Regions from separate parts of the Cyprinus carpio genome. Here region 2 is linked to region 1. Evidence: chromatin contacts called from public Hi-C data. All regions are on one chromosome and are shown on one strand. The core of a region is the stretch at or near the end of the contact, and the rest is flanking DNA. Distances in the headings are between cores, read along the strand shown. Region 1 holds the start of LOC109098297 (forkhead box protein J3-like). Region 2 overlaps LOC109098297 (forkhead box protein J3-like).

What was found. A called contact is a pair of places that touch in the nucleus more often than the background predicts.
Region 2: a Hi-C map of liver shows a contact between it and region 1, with 4 times the contacts expected there. The contact joins the enhancer-like site here to the promoter of LOC109098297 in region 1. A contact is called at or near these places in 3 of 8 Hi-C or Micro-C datasets (liver and skeletal muscle).

The regions. Positions count from the first base shown.
Region 1 is chrB11:14,786,902-14,794,025 of ASM1834038v1, forward strand. It overlaps LOC109098297 (forkhead box protein J3-like), which reads left to right and starts at 2,937. Exons shown (of 12, transcript XM_042734086.1): 1 at 2,937-3,171. ppcs (phosphopantothenate--cysteine ligase) reads right to left here and starts at 1,671. Exons shown (of 4, transcript XM_019112352.2): 1 at 1,508-1,671; 2 at 586-1,127; 3 at 234-337. The coding sequence starts at 1,120.
Region 2 is chrB11:14,868,417-14,875,540 of ASM1834038v1, forward strand. It overlaps LOC109098297 (forkhead box protein J3-like), which reads left to right. Exons shown (of 12, transcript XM_042734086.1): 4 at 11-94; 5 at 4,218-4,319. Among protein-coding and RNA genes, the nearest start is that of LOC109074782, 23 kb to the right of the region's middle. Within about 2 kb of position 3,170, at least 2 of the 8 cell types and tissues checked have an H3K27ac peak or open chromatin away from gene starts, as enhancers often do. A contact at or near this core is called in liver, where this site is marked.

The DNA of each region.
Region 1 (7,124 bases), core at 1,687-4,186:
ATAAATCAATAATAAAAACGTAATAAAATATTTTCCAAATAATAACAAATTCATAATATTAATTTTTCACACAAATTTCATCTTTATCCATGAAAACATATAGCTGCTTTTTACATTTTAAAATGGGGTCCCTTGCATGAGAATGATCATATTTGTAGGGGTCTACGGAAATCTAAAAGACTAAACCCCTGGTCTATCAGACTGAATTAATATTTGTATTTATTATACAACACCTGAAGTGGCCCATTAGAAGACTGAATTTTGTGTTCTGGCATTTCATATGCTGGGATGTAGAAATCAGAAACAGCAGCAGCCAAATAAAACATAGCCTTGGATCCTAGGAGGGAAAAACAGAAATTAATAGTAGTAACTAATAATTCCACTACAAACATATTACATTTATGCATTTAGCAGACGCTTTTATCCAAATCGACTTACAGGCTATACATTTTTATTTTATTTTTTATCAGTATGTGTGTTTCCTGGAAATCAAACCCACAACCTTTTGCACAGCTAACGTAATGCTCTACCACTGAACCACAGGACCATTAGTATTGTTGTAGTATTGTAAGTGGGTTTGGTCACCTATGGAGCTTAATGCTTGAGCTGCTGCCTTGAGTAGATGGAGGTACTCTGACAAGGTGTTGAATTCCACTGGCAGCAGTAATCCTGCGGCTTTCACCGCCTGATAGCGCTTTAGAACCTTTGCAATGTTTGGAAGTGCGTTCTGATCCACCAGGATCTGACCAGCATCCTCCTTACCAGTCTCTAATTGTAAGCTATCCAGTAAATTGACCCCTGTGTACAGACGAGTGTATGGGTAGAGAGAGCGATGCCTGTGCAGAAAGATCACTGCATAGCCTGAGTCCAGAAAATACTCGGCAGAGGAGGCCCCTCGCCGACCACTGCTGAAGTTGTCCAGGAACCGTACTGTTCGGGATTCCAGAGGAACTTTGGTTCCTCCCGAGGTGATGAGAACTACTCTGCGCCCGGCCGAACCGTGATGTTCGGCAAACTCTGCCATGAGTTTCTTGACCTCCTCCACATGAGAGGGGACCGCAAACTCTTCAGACAGTCCTCCATCCACTGCCTTTGAGGCCGAGGGGTCACAGTGGGCCATTAGAAACCTAAAATAAATAGGGTTTATTTAATAAAGTGTTATCACTATGCATATGTTCATGAATGACGATTTGGAATTGAAATAAGCTACAGAAGATGAGATCTTAAAATAATACGAGTTTATATTCTGCATAATTGTCCCTGAGCAATACTGTTGGTCAACTATGAAATGAAGGTCAGAAAATATAAACTAATGTCAAATAAAGTGTGAGAAAGAGTACCATAATTATCATGACTTTCACTAGACAAAAACTAATGTTTTTTCACTTAACATGCGTAGTACACAAATCATATGTTGCTCCCTCAAACAATACATTCTCGCTGTCAGTGCTTCTCTTATTATCGCGCTGATATAAATAAATAAACATAATAAGATAAACATGTTTACCTGTTTGCTTACTCACAAATAATACGCGCAAGAATGTAATTCAACTGCGAATGACCCTAATAAACTTGGACCTAGTGCGAGAGCAGTTCCTACGCTTATTATGGTTGCCTGTGCGCATGCGCAGCTTCGGATGACACGATTGGCTCTTTCAGTGGGCTACTGTGAAAATTCCAAAATAAAGGTTTCAGATGACTGTTCTTCTCTGCTTTGGTCCTCACTGCAGAACACAAGGTCCAGGGGGCGTGTTTGGATCAGATCTAACTCCTCCCACCTTGCGTATACCTAAACTCACCGGTCTCCACCCCCTAAAATGTAAATGTAACCCACCCATCTCGGTTCACAGGGGGCAGCATTGTCTAAGCAATACGAAATTAGAAGTATTTTACCGCTTAAAAAGATGCAAATCATTTTGCAAACATTTAGGACTGGGGTCATAGAAACTAAGCATTATAAATGTGATATTTACACATCCTAGAAATAAATAATCTTTATTTTAAGATTCACAACTAAAATAAGAAAACAATAATAATAAAATACTAGAAATTAGGTAGTTATTTGAAAACAGAAGCACGCAGTGTACCACAAAATTAAAACAAATGAGGAATATTGTTCTTCCTCCAGACAAACAGCTCACAGCGGGGAAACGTCTTTATTGAAATTATTATTATTATTATTATTATTATTATTATTATTATTATTATTATTATTATTATCATTATTATTATTTTAAACCTTCATTGTTTCATCATTAAATAATTTTGGGGTGCTGTCCACATCTTTTTATTATGAAAAATAATGTTAGTATGCCTGTATAGATATCATTACCTATTTGCCAAAGGCTTTGTGAACTGCACTATTAGCCGCAATAACGTTTCTTATTAATCAATTAGGCATTTAATATTTAAAATAGTTTTTATTATTAAAATTATCGAAGATACCTGACGAAATCATCCACTGTGTTAACTCAATATCCATGAATGGACGGATTTAAAACCAGATAAAGTCTAATAACCACATAAAACTGTCTTCATTTTATTATGAAATAATAATGATAATAATAATAATAATAATAATAATAATAATAATAATAATAATAATAATAATAATAAAAAAAATGTTTTGAATTATTTACACCTAAATATCTCATTTATATTCGGACAAACTGCTACTCTTTCGACAAAGGCTTTATGATCTGTGCTGTTGTAGCAATAATAGTTTCTTTTGAATCGACTAGTAAATTTCATATTCTATATTGTTTTTATTGTATGGTATTTTTGTGATTAGGGCAAATGTGAAAAGCCATTGCTAATAATTGTTGTACACTAAAGGCACTACTTTCCGGATGCAAAGCCTGTCGCAGCTTGGTACTGTGGGCCGTTCTCCGGCTAATGTCCAAAAGTAGTTCCGGAATTTTGATCCGCGCAGTCCCCGGATGTTAGCTATTCAGAGAGAAAGACGAACGAGCGAGCGAGAGAGAGAGAGGCGGAGAAGCTAGGAGACGCTACGGACAAACCGGTAAAGGGATTGCGGGTCTCAAACTCACGATAAACACGTAGCGCCGAGGCTCGTTTCGAGGAGAGAGAGGGAGCTGTGATCGAAAAAAGGAAGGGGACGGCTAACTTTGACAGACCTGCACTGGCCTCCAGCAGCGGACGCGAGCCCGGGTGAGTGCGGCTGAACGTTACGAGCTCGCGACATGGAGCTCGCGAAGTTGAAATCAGGGCCCGCGAAAAATGGTCGACTTTAACTGTTAGTTGTGTGCTGCTGAAGTTCTGAGCAGAGCGAGAGGAAAGACGTTCAGGCCTCAAGTGGTATGTCGTCGCTGCCGCCGTCGGTCGGGGGCAGGTGGGGACACTGCAAGCTCCTCTGTCACAGCAGAACAAGTTTAGTTAGCAAGCTGCTAGCCGCCAATATGGTTTTTGTCAGACAGGTAGCGAGAGTGAGCTGCTAATTAACGTTAGCCACCAGTTTTACTTTAGCTCGCCTGCTATTTGTGCGCGTATCTGACAGGCGTGTGACTTGAAATATTTGTGACTGTAACTCGGTCAGTAAGCCGAGCTGGAAGCGGGCTTTTCGACCGGGAACTGCCAAACGAGCAACTTTTGGTGCTGTCAACTAACAGTAGTTGGAGGTGGAGGCCGTGTCTATTAATATTTTGGAAACAGACGCGCGGCAGCTGCTTGTCATTTTAAATACGAATCCTGGCCAACTTGTGGGGCCATTAATATGCATACGAGCTCGGTTTTTGTGCAAACAGAGATGCAATATTGTTAATGGAGCGTTATTGAAACATTTAGTTCAACTTTATGAAGTTGTGCGTGAGTTATTGCCTTTCTGTCAGCATATGCGACAGGTGATGATAAGACGCAGTAAGTCTCTACAGTTCTAATCTTGCATGTAATTCATGTGACTTATTAGCAAGTTTGTATACACATCATATGTAGACTGTCATATCTAGTCAATGCAAGACTAGTCCCCCGTCTAGCCAGCTGCTGGAATGTTACCCGCTGCCTGTCAGGTATTTGGATTTTCCCTTTTAGTTACTGCAAGAACAGACCTTTACTGTCATGTTGTGCTCTGGGTTGAATTTGATTTCTTGTTGTTTATATCGCGATGCGTAAACGTTTATAATTTATATGGAGCCACCATAATTTGACATTAAGGCAAGACATCATAGTTGAATATAGTAACAAATAGATGTCACTTTACTTCCCCATTTGAGTAATCACAGTACAATATGACAATTGTTTGCATTCCAGTTTTTTTTTCCCCGAAATGATATGTTTAAATATGCAAATGCAGAAAAACCCCTGTTCAGAATTCTTGTTTTATTTTAATTTTTTGCCATATAAGAGTTCAAATTTACAGAGGGGATATATATGCTATATGCAGACAGGTAAATGATATATGAACAAGCCACTCTGTAAAGACTATAAATAGGATTAAAACTCAGTAAGTGCAACTGAAGTGAAGGTTTCTGTCTCAGTGCAGGAAAAAAAGTCATTCTGAGAAAACAGCCTATAAAATATGTATTGTAATTGAAGTCTGCAAATGCAAATAGATAAATATCTAAATGTGAATTTGGGTGGTTTTTTTTTCTGCTACTCTGAAAAAAGACACGTTATAGAAGCAAAATAGACCAATACCGCAAAATTGACCAGTGCCATGAAAAGACAATGGCTTTGCCTGTATTGTCTTGCCTTAAGTTGACAATGACAGCTTGTCAGCATATTTTTGCATGCATGTTACAATTTGTATTGGCCTGATGAGGATTGACCAACAGCATTCTGTTAGTTATAATAGGATTTTCTTCCCCTCCTCCTTCACTTAAAGAGTAGAGTACGAATGGAGAGACTGTTGAATTATGTACCAGCATGCTTAAAATACTGAATGATGGACATATGCGAACTACCCGGGACATATTTTCCCCACCCAGTCAGTGTAGCAGTACAATAGTGTGAAAGATTCACGTTAGCACCAGACTTGTTTGTCTTTGGGTTGTCAGCTCACAGAACGTAGAAAATGATTGAACTATCAGTTGCCTGTCAGAACACGCCTGGTGGTTCTTGTGCTGAAACCGCTGCATTTTAGTATTTACAATTATTGCATCAAGAACATTGTTACATTTGCACAAAAAGTGATTTGGGTCATGAATGTTATGCTTGTACATTTTGATCTCTGTAATGTTTTGTACTTTTGTATTGATATAAAACGGCTAAAAGCTATAGCAGACTTTATATGTTGTGTATGTATGCATTGCATATACATACATAATTTATCAGATTTGATCATGTGATGCCATACAGCATAACAGAATTCATTGCTGCTGTTTGCTCATGTTTTTGCAGTTGTTTTCCCCCCAAAAATATCATTTCCTGGAAGATGATGTCTTTGGGGACTTAGCATTTGTTAGTTAAATGTATGTTGTGGCATGTTAAGAGTATGGAAAGTGATATTAAGAATACAGGGGGGAAAAATGAAATTATTACTAGCTATACGTTTTGTTTGAAACATTTTGATTAAAGAAAAAAAAATAAAGCACCTGAAATATCAGTCAGTTTAAAATTAATCTCTGTTTCTAAAAAAATAAAAAATATATATATATTTTGTAACATATTTTTCTAGAAGATGATGGCATGAAATTGTACAGCACATGAATGATCCATTATTTACATTGTTTAATTGTTAATATTATTAATCTGATTGCATGTACTATAACTTTTTGGGCCTAATATCATAGTAAAGCTAACTGAGAGTAGCATGAAAGAAGGTTTTGTAACTTTGGTTTTAAATGCTGTCTTAAGAAAGGTATTACCCCTTAAGTGTCTTTTATCTTTCAACTTGTTTTGTATGTTGTTCATTAGTGTTTTGCTAAATGGGCTGGAATGGGAGCTCTTAAAGAACACAAGCATGGCATCTGTTGTAGCGTACCATAACTGTTCCCATGCCAGGATCTGACGAGGCCTCCGCTGCAGTATTGCATACAGACTCGTCTCTTTGCCCTCAGGCCTCAGTGGGCATCCTGCCGCTATGTCTAAACTCACCTGGAAACTGCTTGCTTTATGCATTCCACCTACTTTATCATCGCTAAACGACGCCATAGGCCACACTCTAAATGGGGCATTGTATGGCGCTTTAGATCTTTGGTGACTGTGATATTAATTTTTTATACGTTGGAGCTATACGGTGTTCAGTGTAATGAGCTGTCTTTACCGTTACACTGTTTACAGAGTTTCCTGAGGTATTAGCATTTTTTTTTTCCACTCTGCTGAGTTGGTTGATGAGATTTTTCCCACATTTAGAAAAGTTAAGCCTTTCTCCAGCTGTGCAGCACAAACATCTGTTCTCTTACATTTGTGTCGTGTGAAACCAGTGTATAATTTTCTCTCTTTTTCTGTCTGGTTGCAACAAGTGGTATGCTTCCCATTTTCTTCATTAGATTTTCACAATCGGACAGAGTTTAGTTTGTGATGTTGAAAAGCACTGTTATGACATGGAATTAGCAGCAAGGCATGTGTAGATTGAGCAGTCTGACGTGAGCAAAGAAGAGACAGCCCCTCACCTTTCACATACCAGTAGCTCATTTGGAATTCAGCTGTGGCCATTTGCCCAGCCCTGTCTCACTGAGAGGCTTTTCATTTTTCCCCCTTGTTGAAGCGATTATTCAAATGGCTGTCCGTGGGATGAAGTTATCAGACCCCTGTTGGTAAATGGGGTCCAGGCAAAGCTAAATGCATGGCTTGCCCAGCACAGAAACTGCCCATCAAGTAACCACTCTTTGCATTGCTTCCCCTCCTCTTTCTGGCAGTGACATTAAATATTTGGATAAAAATGCTTTTTGTTTATTTTTTGTGATATGTATTATAAGCCTCAGTGGCTATCAGTACTGCATGTTGGTGCTTGCAAAGCATAGAAATTACTCAGAGCATAGTACTCTTGCAATGCTAGTGTTAAAATAATTAGTGTTTATTAGTTAAACGCAGAAGCATTTACACTCTGGTGAGCAGTGTTATTTCAGACAAGCTGCCACCATTAATATTATAGTCCTTTCATAGAATGTTCTCCTTTCTTTTTGTCACATTGATGTGATAGAACATATTTTCATAATCAACTAGTC
Region 2 (7,124 bases), core at 1,920-4,419, 82 kb after region 1:
CTGTTTTTAGGGTTCGTACTGGGCAATCGACACAAATCCAAAGGAGGACACGCTGCCCACACGACCCAAGAAGAGGCCACGGTCTGGCGAGCGGGTGAGTGAAAGTTTGTTTGTGTGTTTTTGTGTGTGTCTGTGTGTGCGTTTAAGTTTGTGTGTGTGCTCCGAGACCCCCCCTGGGGGTCGGCTTTCAGACATACAGACTTTCTCAAGTCAAACTCAGCTCATTACTTAGAGTCTGGGAGTGATCAAAAAGCAGAAAACAGTGAGTGTCTCGCTCTCCCAGTTCAAGCTCAATGTCACTGATTTGCTCCATCACTTCTCTTGACCCTGTGGTTGCTTAGATACTGTTCAGTTGCCACTGTGATTATTACAGTGTTTCCAGCACAGTAATTTTATGGCTCCCCATTCTCCATAATAATATTAAAAGGCCCCATAACTTTTCCAGTTGTTTGTGATTTACTAAAAAACAGTATTTGGCCAGTTTTTGGCCAATTAATACAATAATAAAAAACTAAATAAGAGCTTTGCATAACCAGAAAAATAATTAAAAAATGTCCATGCAATTAAAAGATTTTGATATTTTGCATGTATCTAGAAAGAGGCTACCTCATTTATTGATGTTTTTCAAAACAGTGGGAACCCTGGTTTATCTAAGAAAAAAACAACAAGGGTTGAATTACAAGAAATATCTTAATTTGAAAGGAATTGTTCACCCAAAAAAGAAAATGTATTCAGCATTGGGTCATCCAAAATGAGTTTATTTCTTCATCGGAATAGATTCAGAAAAATTTAGCAGTACATCACTTGCTCAATGAAGGTGAATGGGTGCCGTCAGAATGAGAGCATCACAAGTAATCCACACAAACCCAGTCCATTAGTTAATGTCTTGAAAAGCAGTGATTTGAAGTTAAAAACATCTAAATGAAGAATATGTTTATCACAAACAAACAGCTTTTTGCTTCACTGGAGTTGTGTGAATTTTTTTTTTGATTTTTTATTGTTTTTAATCCGTTTATTGTACTTTTATTTTTGGGGTATGGATTAGTTGCAGAGTGATGTAATGCTAAAAAAAAAATTTGATTTACACTGCCATGGAAATAGAAATTGTTTTACCCAAGATTTTGCGGTTTCAGATGAGTTTAATGATATTAAAAACTGAAATAATTCAAAGATAATATATAGAAGCATTTTAAAATAAATGTTACAGAAAAATAAATATTGTTTTAGTATGTATTGTGTGTAAGTTATGATTACTTGTTGTTAAATGTTGTTTTATGTGGTTTATGTGGTTAAAGGTGTTAAAGTTTTAACCTGTTGTAGTCTGATTCATCTTTTTCAACTTTAAAGGTCAGCAGAAAACCATATCATTTCTTCAGAGTATGTGTTGATGGCTCATTGCACGTTTTTTTTTTTTTTTATCTTTTGGAAAGAGCAACAAACAAAACCAACCAGGCAACCACATTTAAGATTTAATGTTTACATAGTATTGTATTAGTTTTGCCAAAATAAAGATATTGCTCAAGTCTCTTTTTTCCATCAGCATTATCTTGCAGACAGTCTGCCTTTAGCATGATGCTGCCTGTGTTGGGTTTTTGCTTTTTTACAAGGCCAGAAATATGTGACAACATGGGCTTGGTGTGTTGATAGAAGAGAATGAGACGGGCTGAATATTTCCTCATTTGATAACACTGGCTTTGTTTCATGTCTGAGTCGGTGCTTTACATTTGTGCTGCGCACAGGTTTTCTGATTGCGCGCTCATATCTTTTTATATAGCTGTCTCACTCAGTGTGGCTCAGTTTATCTTGTAGTGGGGGTCCAGCTTATTAATAAACTGTGCCCCAGGCAGCTTTTACATACGTTGCATTCTGCAGTCATTTTTTAGCAAACATCAATTAATGCAGAGTTTCTGCGCCGGTTATTTTCAGCCAGAGCTTTTTCCTTCCATTATTTATGTGCAGTGCTCACCGGAATATACAACTCTGCTGCACTCGACGCTGGCCTTCGAGGTTGACCTGGCTCAGAGGCATCTTGCATCATTTTGTTCAGCCCTGCGTTGTGGATCGGAGTCAGGCGAACCAAAAAAGTTTAGCTATAGTAAGAGCAAGGGGCGGGGATTGAAGACATGTAGATGAAAAGAGCATTTGCGAAGAGGCGTGTTATTTATCAGGGCATCACAATGTGGGGGGGGGGGGATGTTAGCTTGAACTAGTTGTTTTTAGACACCAAGAAGTTTATTGTGCGATACTGACAAAATTATAACTTGGGCTGACCTGTTTTCAGTTAATGAACGGTATATTGTAGCGCCCATTGCATCCAAAAACTCACAAAAAGTTTTGTACATTGTACAAAAAAACATATTAGGTGACCAAAAACTTGTTAGTTAGCTAGAAAAGTGAATGCTAGAGAGGAGCATTTAGCTAAAAATAAGCACTGTATAACATTTATTATATATTTTTTTACTGTTCTTCAATGTTTAATTTGTTTGAATAAATCCATCAAGTTTTTATGACAGCCACTATTTAAATGTTTGTTCACTAAACTAATTGGAGTAGGAATCTAATTAAGTAACTGTAACTTTATTATTATAAAAACTTAGTGTACTTAAACTTATTATAAAATTTTGTGTAATTCAAGCATGTGTATGTAAATCATTTAATTTTAACCTTCAATATTATAGTAATGTAGTACCTGACTCTCATGTATATTTTACATTAGTTACATTAGCATTAGTTGTTTTTTTGGTGGAGGAGAAAAATTGTCATTTACTTTGTTACTATATATCCAGAGTAGGGCTGGGCGATAATTTGATAACGATAATTATCGCGATATAAATTTCCTCGATAAATGTTTGATATAATCCTTTTGCACCTAAAGTGGAACGAAACAGCATGACTCATTTGAATCGTGCCACACGGAAAGTTTATCCGCTCGGATCAAAGTTCAAACTTCCGCGCAGCGCGAGCTCACTAGAGCAGATGTGTTTACTCGGTCATGCGAGCACTAAACAGCGCTACGAGATCCAGTGTGAAGCGCAAATAGAGCAAAGAACACAAATGACTCTGTCATTTAAACTACTTTAAAGCCCAATAGGAGAAACACTGTGTGCAACGAGACAGTAAGAAGGCTTTTCAATCTACAAATCACCATCATTTACCATGGATTTACTGTAGTGACACTGTGGGATGTGGGATATTCACGTTAGATTTTATTACAGAAGTAATGGTATAACAGACTACATCAAGCTCATGGAATGCATGATATGAAGGCATGTTTTGTTGTCGCAAAGTGAGTGATGTACTAAGTGGCTGCTCATACATTGTTAAAACAACAATTGTGATGTTATCAGAGACTATACATATCGCACACCCTTAGTGCACTGTCCCTTTAAGAGAATGTAAATTGGTTGGACAAAAGGTGTATATGTCAGAAATCACGTGATAAGTCTGATAGCCTAATTGACCTCTTGTGTTGAGTTGGTGGCGCGTGTTTTCCTCTGTATGGTCAGGCAGTTAGGCTGGTGTCATTTATAATTGCCACACTCTAGACTCCAGTGAGAGTATCATTCTCTCGGCACACAGCTCTGCCCTCAGGCCACACACAAACATTTTTCATACTGACACTCACTTCACTCACATCAAAAACCTCCAATTAGATCCATTCTCTCTCAGCCTGATCCTGCATGCAAAAATAAGTGGGAATTCTGTTTGTGCAAAGTGCGACGCTCGCTATTAGGAGTATATTTTATTAGACACTCTCTCTCTCTCTCTCTCTCTCTCTCTCTCTCTCTCTCTCTCTCTCTCTCTCTCATCCTCCTGCTGTCTCGTTTAAGAAATTCTTTGACATTAAAAATTGTGACTTAGCTAAATCTCATTTATGTTTATCACAAATTAAAAATCGCATTGTTGCCAGGCAATCCTCTTATAATAAGCAGTTTTGGGAGACAGGCGTGCTGAAGTTATCTTTTACCCCAGCAAGAGCAGACAGAGCACAGGGAGCCGTTCCTCTCTCCTGCTCATCTCTTTCCCAGAATGCCTCCAATTTTGACCTAAATAAAAGGTGTTGCTCTTTTGTTGTTGATAAACGCTCACTGCGTATGCTTTTAAATTTTTTGCACCAGAGTAATACCAAACGCCTTTGAATAGAAATCAAAGTCACTTCACATCCCTCATTGTCTCCATCCTGGTTGGCTGAGTATGTCTCTTTTGTTTTCCTGCAGGCATCCACGCCGTACAGCCTGGAGTCGGATAACTTGGGAATGGACTGCATCATCTCTGGAAGTGCCTCTCCAACGCTGGCAATCAACACTGTGACTAACAAGGTAGAGTTCAGTCCTGGCTGTGTTTCTTCTATCACAGCTGACACCAGCGGCCTACATACCCAGTTTACATTTATTTTTTCCTGCCATGACTATATGCGTGCACTTCATAACAGGACTGATGTGTGATGTCGTCGAGTCTCATCTATATTGGGCTGGCATTATGTGCACAAATCCTCTTAACGGTGCATATGCGGTGTATTGTGAATCGCTAATACCTTATTCTATCTGTCTGTCGAGTCCAAAATGTCAGGTTTGCGCTTACACAAGATATTAAGCCATGCACGAATACAGTATTCTTCATCTTTGGATATGGTTTGCCTCAGTGGTTCTGTCGTGTGTGTGATTTTATCAAAATGCTTCCTCTTATACCATCTTAATATGCAGAAACAACTATATTAATTCCCATTTGTCATTCCTTTTCCTTAATAAAGCAAAAATCTTGGTAACTTGCAATGATAGTGGATGGGACCGGTCTGTATGCATTAAAATACTCGTGAATGTTAAGTGACATTAAAGATTGTGCTGCATTTATAAAAGCTTGTATTGTGCTAAATGGTTGGAGTACTTTTCTGCTAGAGAAAAGTGAGTTTGTTGAATGTTTGGAGGTCTGATTACCTGCTGTATGCTTCTAGGCAGAGCACACGGAGTGACTCGTACCGTAACTCGCCCTCCGTGGCATGACTTCATGGAGAAGTGTGTAAAAAGGAATGGAGCAAAACACTCTGAAATTGAAATAGGCTTTTAAACCTTAAGCGCTCCACTCTTGGCCTGGTGCGGGCTGCTTGCTCTCTCTGGAGTGCTTTAACAAAGCCCAAAAGCATCAGTTATTAATTTACTTCAGGCATTAAACCAATAGTATTTCACATTAAGCATGGTGTTTAAGATGAGGACTGAGGGGGAATGTGGAATTCATTTGGATTGAATTATAGTATGTTTGGTGATCTGTTCATCTGGATAGAATACAGTATTGGTGCTGTATATAATATATATACAGTGTATATAGAATTGTTTTGTTTGCTAGAACATTTCTTTGCAAAACCTAGCGAGTTGTCCTAACTAAAATAGAACTTTATAAGTGACCCAGTTTTCAAATAACAAAGTGATACTGTAAAATATATAAATAGGATAAATAGCATGCAAATACTGACTTTTTTTTTTTTTTTTTTTTTTGGTTTTGGTTTTAAAACACATCCTGTGTGTTAACACAATAAACCATAAATCTTTTTATTGATTGTTTTATTGCGATATTAGTATTGTTGTTTTTGAACACCTCCAAATTACTTTTACAACGTTTCACACAACAAAACAGTTCAAGATTAAGGTATGACTGATTCATATGGGAAGAATTTCAAGATCCACCAATAGTGGGATTTCGGGGTTATCCCATGAGCATATGCTTTCTTTGCCCTCCTATTTGAGATGCTGATAGACTAGAAACCAAATACACAGGAGAGTAAAAACAAGACAGCAGAGTTTGGTGGCTCCTTGGAGATGCTGTTTCTCAGTGTGGGCCCTGTAAACAGAGAACGTGCCACGCCTCTTGAGCACTTCATGCCAAGCCACAGGAATTCCCTCTTTCTCATACTTTCCCGCCTGCTAGTGCAGGCCAATGGGAAAGCGCCTGTGCTGCATAACATGGAGAAGGAAAGCCTGGCTGAGACTGTTCATGTCTGTCCATCATTTTTTACAGAATTTTCTGTCCCTAAAGCGATACAGATTTGACTAAATGATCACTGTGGTATTGCTATGCTTTTCCCTCTCTCAGTTCAGTTGGCTGAGCTTCGTGAGTAGGCCCAGATAGAATCTGCAGACTTATATTCTATGATGTTTTAAAGAGAGAATCTGCAAAGTGAATTAAAATAGAAAGATTTGTTAATCTGACTGTACTGCAGTCTTATTGCAAGAAATGTAGGCTATTTAAATGTTATACTCAATATTATTTAAAGGGGTCATATGATGCCATTTAAATTTTTCCTTTCTCTTTGGAGTGTTACAAGCTCTTGGTGCATAAAAAAGATCTGTAAAGTTGCAAAGACTAAAGTCTCAAATCCAAAGAGATATTCTTTATAAAGTATCAACAATTATGAGTCCAAATGTTTACGCAAAGAAAGAAGGCGTAACTTTTATTTTCGCTGTTGACGCCGCTGCCATGTTGTGAAGTCGCTGTGTTTCGTTGTGAAAGCGAAACTACTTTGTTTGGCCTAAAAGAGGACATGACTGTAAGTATGTTTTTTGTATATAAATAGTTTGCCAATGATGATTCAAGTGCGAGTTTTGAGCAGTAGAGTAGGCTTGTTGTATGTTGTTTCTCAGATCACAAATGCAGACATGGTTTTATTTTTACGCAGCGTGATACGCAACATAAAAAGACAGTATAAGTCATTATAATCAGTAATTATGTCCCCACTGGATGCAACAAATGCCTCGTTTGTAATGGGTTTTATTGGTTTTGTCTCATCTAGTGATGCCTGGATCATGAACGAATCTTTCTATTTAAACAGATCTTTGTGAACCGGTCAAAACAGTTCACCAAATCGAACTGAATCATTTGAAACGGTTTGCGTCTCCAGTATGCACTAATCCACAAATGACTTAAGTTATTCGGTTTATAAACGTGCCTTACACTCCCTCTGACGCAAAATAAACCAATATCCCGAGTTATTCTGTTACTTCTAACAGTACATTGACTGAACTGCTAAAAGAAAGTGATGATGGGATGTGCATGATCAGAGCAGCTGGACTGAGTCTCGTGCTGCTGGGGAGTACTCTGGCACCACAGTATAATACCCCAAAACGCGTATACGC